Linked DNA regions of Mus musculus: region 2 is linked to region 1. Evidence: chromatin contacts called from public Hi-C data. All regions are on one chromosome and are shown on one strand. Each heading gives the region's core, a stretch centred on a gene start, on an enhancer-like site or on the middle of the called end of the contact. The rest is flanking DNA. Distances are from core to core; before and after follow the strand shown.

Evidence for each region. Hi-C and Micro-C count contacts between places; a contact is called where the count stands out from the background.
Region 2: a Hi-C map of T follicular helper cells shows a contact between it and region 1, with 2.6 times the contacts expected there. The contact joins the enhancer-like site here to the promoter of Naglu in region 1. A contact is called at or near these places in 3 of 39 promoter capture datasets (the C10 cell line, cranial neural crest and embryonic stem cells), 1 of 15 datasets of contacts at CTCF or cohesin (large pre-B cells), 12 of 484 Hi-C or Micro-C datasets (CD4 T cells, CD8 T cells, T follicular helper cells and 8 more), 13 of 115 datasets of contacts at active chromatin or transcription factors (T-cell acute lymphoblastic leukemia, bone marrow-derived macrophages, double positive thymocytes and 7 more) and 4 of 9 other capture datasets (adipose tissue, embryonic stem cells, macrophages and 1 more).

What each region holds. Positions count from the first base shown.
Region 1 is chr11:101,068,790-101,072,497 of GRCm38.p6, forward strand. Naglu (alpha-N-acetylglucosaminidase (Sanfilippo disease IIIB)) reads left to right here and starts at 1,305. Exons shown (of 6, transcript NM_013792.2): 1 at 1,305-1,712; 2 at 2,291-2,438; 3 at 3,107-3,253; 4 at 3,428-3,513. The coding sequence starts at 1,336.
Region 2 is chr11:100,803,671-100,807,107 of GRCm38.p6, forward strand. It overlaps Stat5b (signal transducer and activator of transcription 5B), which reads right to left. Exons shown (of 19, transcript NM_001113563.2): 3 at 1,200-1,356. Among named protein-coding and RNA genes, the nearest start is that of Ghdc, 34 kb to the left of the region's middle. Within about 2 kb of position 1,916, at least 64 of the 459 cell types and tissues checked have an H3K27ac peak or open chromatin away from gene starts, as enhancers often do. A contact at or near this core is called in CD8 T cells, T follicular helper cells, adipose tissue and 6 more, where this site is marked.

The sequences.
Region 1 (3,708 bases), core at 55-2,554:
AAAGCAGACCCATGAAAAGATGATTTGCTAAGAATAGACACATGATGTTCTTCTAGAGACAGCCTAAAAGGGGGGGGGGTGGATATGATGTTTTACCAGAGCATATACTTGAGAAAACACATGATGTTTCTTTTAAAAAGACATAAATATAGCCCAAGGGACAGTAGACACTGCCAGATGGTGTTGGTTCACCTTGCCATTCTTTGTTGGTTATCATTTGTCATCACTTCATAGAAGGAAACGCACCAGGTAACTTCTAACAGCTTTATGACAATGGGTAAGTCTTTTTTTTTTTTTTTTTTTTTTGAACGTACTGAACACGAGTTTTCCTTTGAAATGCATTAATTTAACAGACCACCAGCTTCCAGCATCCTGGAAGCTAAGAATGTTATCTGAAGCCTGCAACTGATTCCCAGATTCACTATAACCCACTTCTGATGTCTCCACCAATCTATTCAAAAAAGTGTTTTGATATGTGCTCCATTACTATAAAAACTTCAAATTATTTCCACATTGGAACATGGAAACTGGGTTGACCTAAAACTGTTCCAGGGCCATGGTCATTCATATTGGGCTTCAGAATAAGCTCTCAGTCCTTTTGAAGCGAGAGTTGTGGGTTTTGCTGTCAATAGAGGACAATCTCGGGTGTTACCTTCTACCTTAAGATAAGGTCTCTTCCCCATCTGTCACTTTATACATCAGGGCAGCTGTCTCCAGCGCTCATCTCCCGGGAGCACTGGGATTGCAGCCTCCCAATGCTGGGACAGCTTTATGTGGATTCTGCCAATTCAAATGAATGTCCTCAGGTGCAAGCGCTTTATCCACTGAGCTATCTTCTCACCCAGAGAAATCCTTATTTGGTTTCCAGATCTTTAGCCAGAAATGACAACTGAGACTTCTCTAATATAAACAACAGTCTGATACGAAATAAAATCCAAATACACATTTATTAGATGAGGGGTTAGAATATAGCTTAGTGGTAGAGCCAAGTCTTGGCTGGCTTCAATTCTCGTCGCTTAAAAGAGTGGCTAGATATTTGGAAGGGAAGTGACTTGCGGAAGAAAGAGGGCCGAATCTGAAAGGGCTTGGGCATGCGCAGCGTCTCATCGGGCCGAGGATGTTTCATAGGGTCACGCACCCTCCAGCCACGAGCGCGGTCAGCAGACCCTGACCAGTGTCTGAGTCCGGAAACCAGGTTCTCCGGGCGGGTAGCAGGAGCCAACCTTCAGGTCACGTGGCCCGAGGTCGGCAGCCGATTGGATGCTGGCAGCCCTGCCCCGCGGGCCCGGAGCTTGGTATTGGTTGTGAGGGGGCAGCGGCCGCGCGGTTGGCATCATGGAAGCCGCGGGGCTGGCCGTGATTCTGGGGTTCCTACTCCTGGCTGGGGGCTCTGTGGGTGATGAGGCTCGGGAGGCAAAGGCCGTGCGGGAACTGGTGGTCCGGCTACTGGGACCCGGGCCGGCGGCCAATTTCTTGGTGTCCGTGGAGCGCGCGCTGGCGGACGAGTCGGGCCTGGACACCTACAGCCTGAGCGGCGGCGGCGGGGTGCCAGTGCTTGTGCGCGGCTCCACGGGCGTGGCGGCAGCCGCGGGGCTGCACCGCTACCTGCGTGACTTCTGTGGCTGTCAGGTGGCCTGGTCCAGCGCTCAGCTGCACCTGCCGTGGCCGCTGCCCGCTGTGCCCGACGGGCTGACCGAAACCACGCCCAACAGGTATTGATGCTGTGGGTCCCAGACGGCTGGGGCAGCTGCCTGCAGCCTCGGGACAGCCACCGTTGGTGAGGACCAGCACACCTAAGTCGGGGCTGCAGCTACAGACTCGCCTGGAGACTGAGAAGGAAGTGCTGGCTCGGGGATCTGTGCCTTCAAATCTTGGCTCCCCTCTAGCTGTATATTCTTGAGCCAAATCATTTAGCTTCCCAGCCCCCACTGCTGGAAATAATGACAAACTATAGGAACTGTGAGCCCTCTTCATGAGAGAGACCAATTTTGCCTTATGGCACTGACACCCTAAGACACCACAGGATGCACAGCAGGAGCTCTGGGCATGTTGAATAAAAATGAAGTTATGTATTCACAATAGCTACTAGCTAGGGAGGTCTGCGGGAAGTTCCAGCTTCACCCGAGGTGGATTTGGAATGAGCAGGAGAGGAGGCACATTGAAACCTTTGCCCACTGTCCTGTATGCGTACTGTGTTGGGGTTAGTAGCTGCCTCTGGCTGCCTCTGAAGTGTTCCAGAGGGGTGAGTGAGGCATCCCATATGTCCCCAATAATGTGCCCCTACCCGCAGGTACCGCTATTACCAGAATGTGTGCACGCACAGCTACTCCTTCGTGTGGTGGGACTGGGCCCGTTGGGAGCAAGAGATTGACTGGATGGCACTGAATGGCATCAACCTGGCTCTGGCTTGGAATGGCCAGGAGGCCATCTGGCAAAGGGTTTGTGCCAACCTGGCCCCTCACACTCTCCTGCCTGCCTTACATACACCCCTGCCCCTGGGAAACCGAGGCCTTCCAGGGTGGGACAAAGTATCTGGCAGTATATGTCTGTAATCCCAGGACTCAGGTAGAGGCAGGAAGATTCAAGATTGAGTTCCAAGGCAGGAACTCAATCAGGGCAGGTACCTGGAGGCAGGAACTGAAGCAGAGACTTTGGAGCAACACTGCTTGCTTCCTGACTTGGTCAGTCTTTCTTATATACCCAGAACCACCTGCTCAGGGATGGCACAGCCCCCAATAGGCTGAGCCCTTCCATATCAGTCACCAGTCAAGAAAGTGCCCCCACAGGATTGCCTTCAAGCCAATCGGATGGGGGTATTTTGTCAATGGAGGCTGCTTCTTCCCGGATGACCCTAGCTTAAGTAAGGATGACGGGGGGGGGGGGGGGGGGGGGGGAGCCAGAGACTCTCCGTGGTTTGAGGGAAGCCTCTTTGTGTCCCAGAGAGTCACCCATCCCACAGACATGGAGCTGTTTCCTGGACCGTGAGCTCCCTGTAGGCTGAGGTCCAGATCTGTCTTAGTAGCAGTAGTCCCCAGCTCAGAGAGGTGGTGAGCAAGAACTTGTCCAATGACGTGGTTTATAGGTAGGGGCTCTTCCTGCTCCACAGGTATACCTGGCCTTGGGCCTGACCCAGTCAGAGATCGATACGTACTTCACCGGTCCTGCCTTCCTGGCCTGGGGACGCATGGGTAACTTGCACACCTGGGATGGCCCCCTGCCCCGTTCCTGGCACCTCAGTCAAGTCTACCTGCAGGTAAAGAGTGGCTAAGGAATGGTGGAATGGGGGCTGAGTGTTCACAGAGCCAGGGATGGGTGCTTAGCTAGCCTCGGGGCTCTTGCCTGATCTATAGATCTGTGTTCCCTTCCTGAGGGAGCAAGGGACACCCCCCAGCAGAGGTCCTGTCACATTGACCTCTATCCCTCCCAGCATCGAATCCTGGACCGGATGCGCTCCTTTGGCATGATCCCAGTGCTGCCTGCCTTCGCAGGGCATGTCCCCAAGGCCATCACCAGGTGAGGTCCTCCCTCCCTGCTCAGCTCTAAGGGAAAAGGGTCGCCCTGCAGAAGGAAATGCTGAAACTCCGGATATTGGCTCGGCTTGACTCCTGCCTCTGCTGTCAGCCACTGCAGATTGCTGGATGACTCTGACTCGGTTTCCTTGCTTGTCAAATAGAATCATTGCTGGGTATGATGGCATACTCTTCTGAG
Region 2 (3,437 bases), core at 666-3,165, 260 kb before region 1:
TGTGTGTATGTGTCTGCATCTGTATGTGTATGTTTGTATGTGTGTGTATTGTGTAACTATGTGTGTGTGTTGTATGAGTATGTGTGTATGTGTGAGAGTGTGTATGTGTGTATGTGTACATGTGTACATGAAGGTGTGGGGGCAGGAAAGGGAGAGAGGAGCGTGAGAGAGATGATGATGTAAATGAACCTGAGCATATGAAGGGGGCCTTGTTGTACCTCTGCTGCAACTTTCTGCAAATTCAAAATTATTTTGAAATAAGAAGTTAAAAGAGAGTAAAAGTCATGGCTGGGAGTGGTGCTTACCTACAGCCCATACTGGGGGTGGAGTGGAATTGATGCAGGAGGATCCCCAGTTTGAGGCCAATCTGACCTAAATAGTGAAACTTTTCATTTCTTTTTAAATAAAGATTAGTTTCTATTTTTATTTCTGTGTCTGTATGTCACTTGTGGGTGGATGCCTGTTGAGGTCAGAAGAGGGCTCCAAGCCCCAGGTTACTGTGAGTTTCCTGATGTGGGTGCTGAGAGCTGAACCCAGGTCCTCTACAATAGCAGCACGCTGGCTGGTTTTCTATCAACCTGACACAAATTAGAGTCATCAGAAGAGGGCGCCTCAGTGGAGAAAAATGCCTTCTTATGATAGGTTTGGGTTGTAGGAAAGCCTATAGGGCATTTTGTTAATTAGTGATTGATGTGGGAGGGCCCAGCCCATTGTGTGTGGGGCCGCCCCTGGGCTGGTGGTTCTGGGAGCTATGAGAAAGCAGGCTGAGCAAGCAATGGGGAGCAAGCCAGTAAGCAGCATTCCTCTATGGCCTCTGTATCAGCTTCTGCCACCAACTTCCTGCTTTGTTTGGGTTCCTGTCCCGACTTCCACCAATGACGAACTGTGATGTGGAAGTGTAAGCCAGATAAACGGTGTTCTCCTCAATTCACTTTTGGTCATAGTGTTTCATCACAGCAATAATAACCCTAAGACAAGCAGGAAGCGCTCTTAACCACAGAACCAACTCTCCAGCCCCACGGTGAGACTCTTGTCTCAAAGAAGGTAACAGCCGCAACCACAAAGCCAATCAAAACCATGTGCGTGAAACACACATTTCTACGATGCCGGGTTAAAGATCAGAACACGTGTCTACAGAAAATTAAATGAAGAAGTCCTCAAGAGGGCAGGGCCTAAGTGTGGCCAGTGTTTGTACCCACCTGGAGCTGTGTGGCATAGTGCCCCAGCTTGATCTTCAGCAAAAACCCATCTTCCCCCACCTGGTGCTCCGCCTTCTTCTGCAGCTCCTGCACCAGGCCCTCCAGGAGCTGGGTGGCCTTAATGTTCTCCTGTGGATTATCAAGATCTATTGAGTCCCTAGGGGAAAAAAATTACACAATCTGTATACATACATGCATAGGAGCCTGTACACATGCAGCCTTTACATACTACATTTGTTTTGTGGGTGCTGGGATTATAGGTGTGAGCCATCATGGGAGTCTGGAACGTGATTTCTTCTATAATTCACGGGTTAAGAAACACCCCGACATAAGTTGGCTAAATGTCTACAATGCCTGACTCTACAATTCTTTTAGCTGAGCTTTACACTTCTTTCTCTAAATACTCCTTCCTCCCTTCCCTTTACTGACTGACTCTGATATTAACCCACCCCCTCCTAGGAATAAAGGGAATAAGGGGTCTTCTAACTTCCAGTTTATACTCGTATCTCCAGGGTATGTGGGACAGGGTATATAGTTCTGCATGTTCTTTCCAACCTTGACTGGCTCCAGGCCCCCAGTCACTGCCCTTCCTAAGGGACCCTGGAAGGGAGGCATCAGGACAGAAGATGCCTACAAGTATTCACACCCAGGAGAATAGTCTGTCATCACTGCAGATATGGGACCTGGAAATAACACTGACTCCTCCAGTGAAGGCGAGAAGCCAGTCCCCAGACCTCGTGTCATCCTGAGCTGTTCAGCTGGTGACAGGGGTTGGGTCCACTTCCTCCTTATCTTCTTTCTTTTTGTCCTTAAAAGATTTTTGTCTACTAAGTTAGGCAACAATTGCTGCTGGGTAATACTTAAGTGACTTAGCACGCTGACAAACCAAACAGCTGTCAGGCTGAAATAATATCTAATTACTGCTGACCAGGTCCACAGCCAGGGAAGAGAGCCAGCGGCAGCTAAAAGACAGCCACCCACAAATCCCTGAAGTTAGCAAGTGGCTGGTGGCAAACAGCTAGGCAGACGCGCACCAAAGCCCTGAGACGACCTTACCAGAGACCACCCAACCTGTGTCTGGAAAGGGTAGGGACAAAGCCAATTTTTAGAAGTGTATTCTCTATGGGTTGAAGAAAATATGTATGAAGTGGAAGGCTAGACGGGCTGCAGGCACAGCCTTGCTCCTCTGTTCTGACTGGGAGCCCACTGTTGAAAGGATCTAGTCTTTTTTTGTTTGTTTGTTTTTTCAAGACAGGGTTTCTCTGTATAACCCTGGCTGTCCTGGAACTCACTTTGTAGACCAGGCTGGCCTTGAACTCAGAAATCCACCTGCCTCTGCCTCCCAAGTGCTGGGATTAAAGGCGTGCGCCACCACTGCCCGGCTGAGAGGATCCAGTCTTTGAACAGAACACAGGAGTCTGGTTCTCAATTTGGACTCAACCATAGCCTACAATCAGAGACTTCATGACAGCTTCAATACGAAGAGCTGGAAACTCTTCGGTGATATCTCTATTTCTCTATGGGGAAAAAACAAAACCCTACCTAAAACCCACGTTTTCCTTAATATCAACCCCAATTTCCCAAAGCTTATTCAATAAGTAGACTACTCAGGAGATCTGCTGGCTGAAAGCCCATTTGCCTAGGACTGTCTCGAGTTCCTAGGCTTAAGTAATTCCCCTGCCTCAGCTTCCTGAGTAGCTGGAATTACAGGAATGCGCTGTTGTACTCGAATAAACGAAAGTTGGCTTTTGTTCTCTCTTTTGTGGTATGGAGCCAGTCTGCTTAGCTGGACGAATGCTCTACCGCTGATCTAGCCTCTAAGTGAGATTTTTAATCAGCAGAAACTTCCTATTAATGTTTTCCGAAATCTCCCAAATCATTAAAACAGAAAGAAAAGGAAAAGGACTGGACTAATTGAGGTGTGTTTGATGTTCTCATATTTAGTCAGTTTTTCCCCCTCTTAATTATATGAAGCTGGGATTTTTTTTTTAATTGCCTTCCTTCGGCAGGCTTGTTTCTGAACGGAGCCTTGCTAACAAGCTGTAGCAATTACTGTAAGGCAACATCTCCAGTGGGTAGGGACAGCCTTCTCCCAGCAGCAACAAGGCTGGCTCTCCAAAGAGGAGCTCACCACCCTGGTCAAAGCCTGGCTAGTCTGATGAACTTGTGATGAACTTGGACACTCACGGACAGACTGAGGCCAACGACGGGCAAGCTCCCTGCCCTGCACGCTGCTGG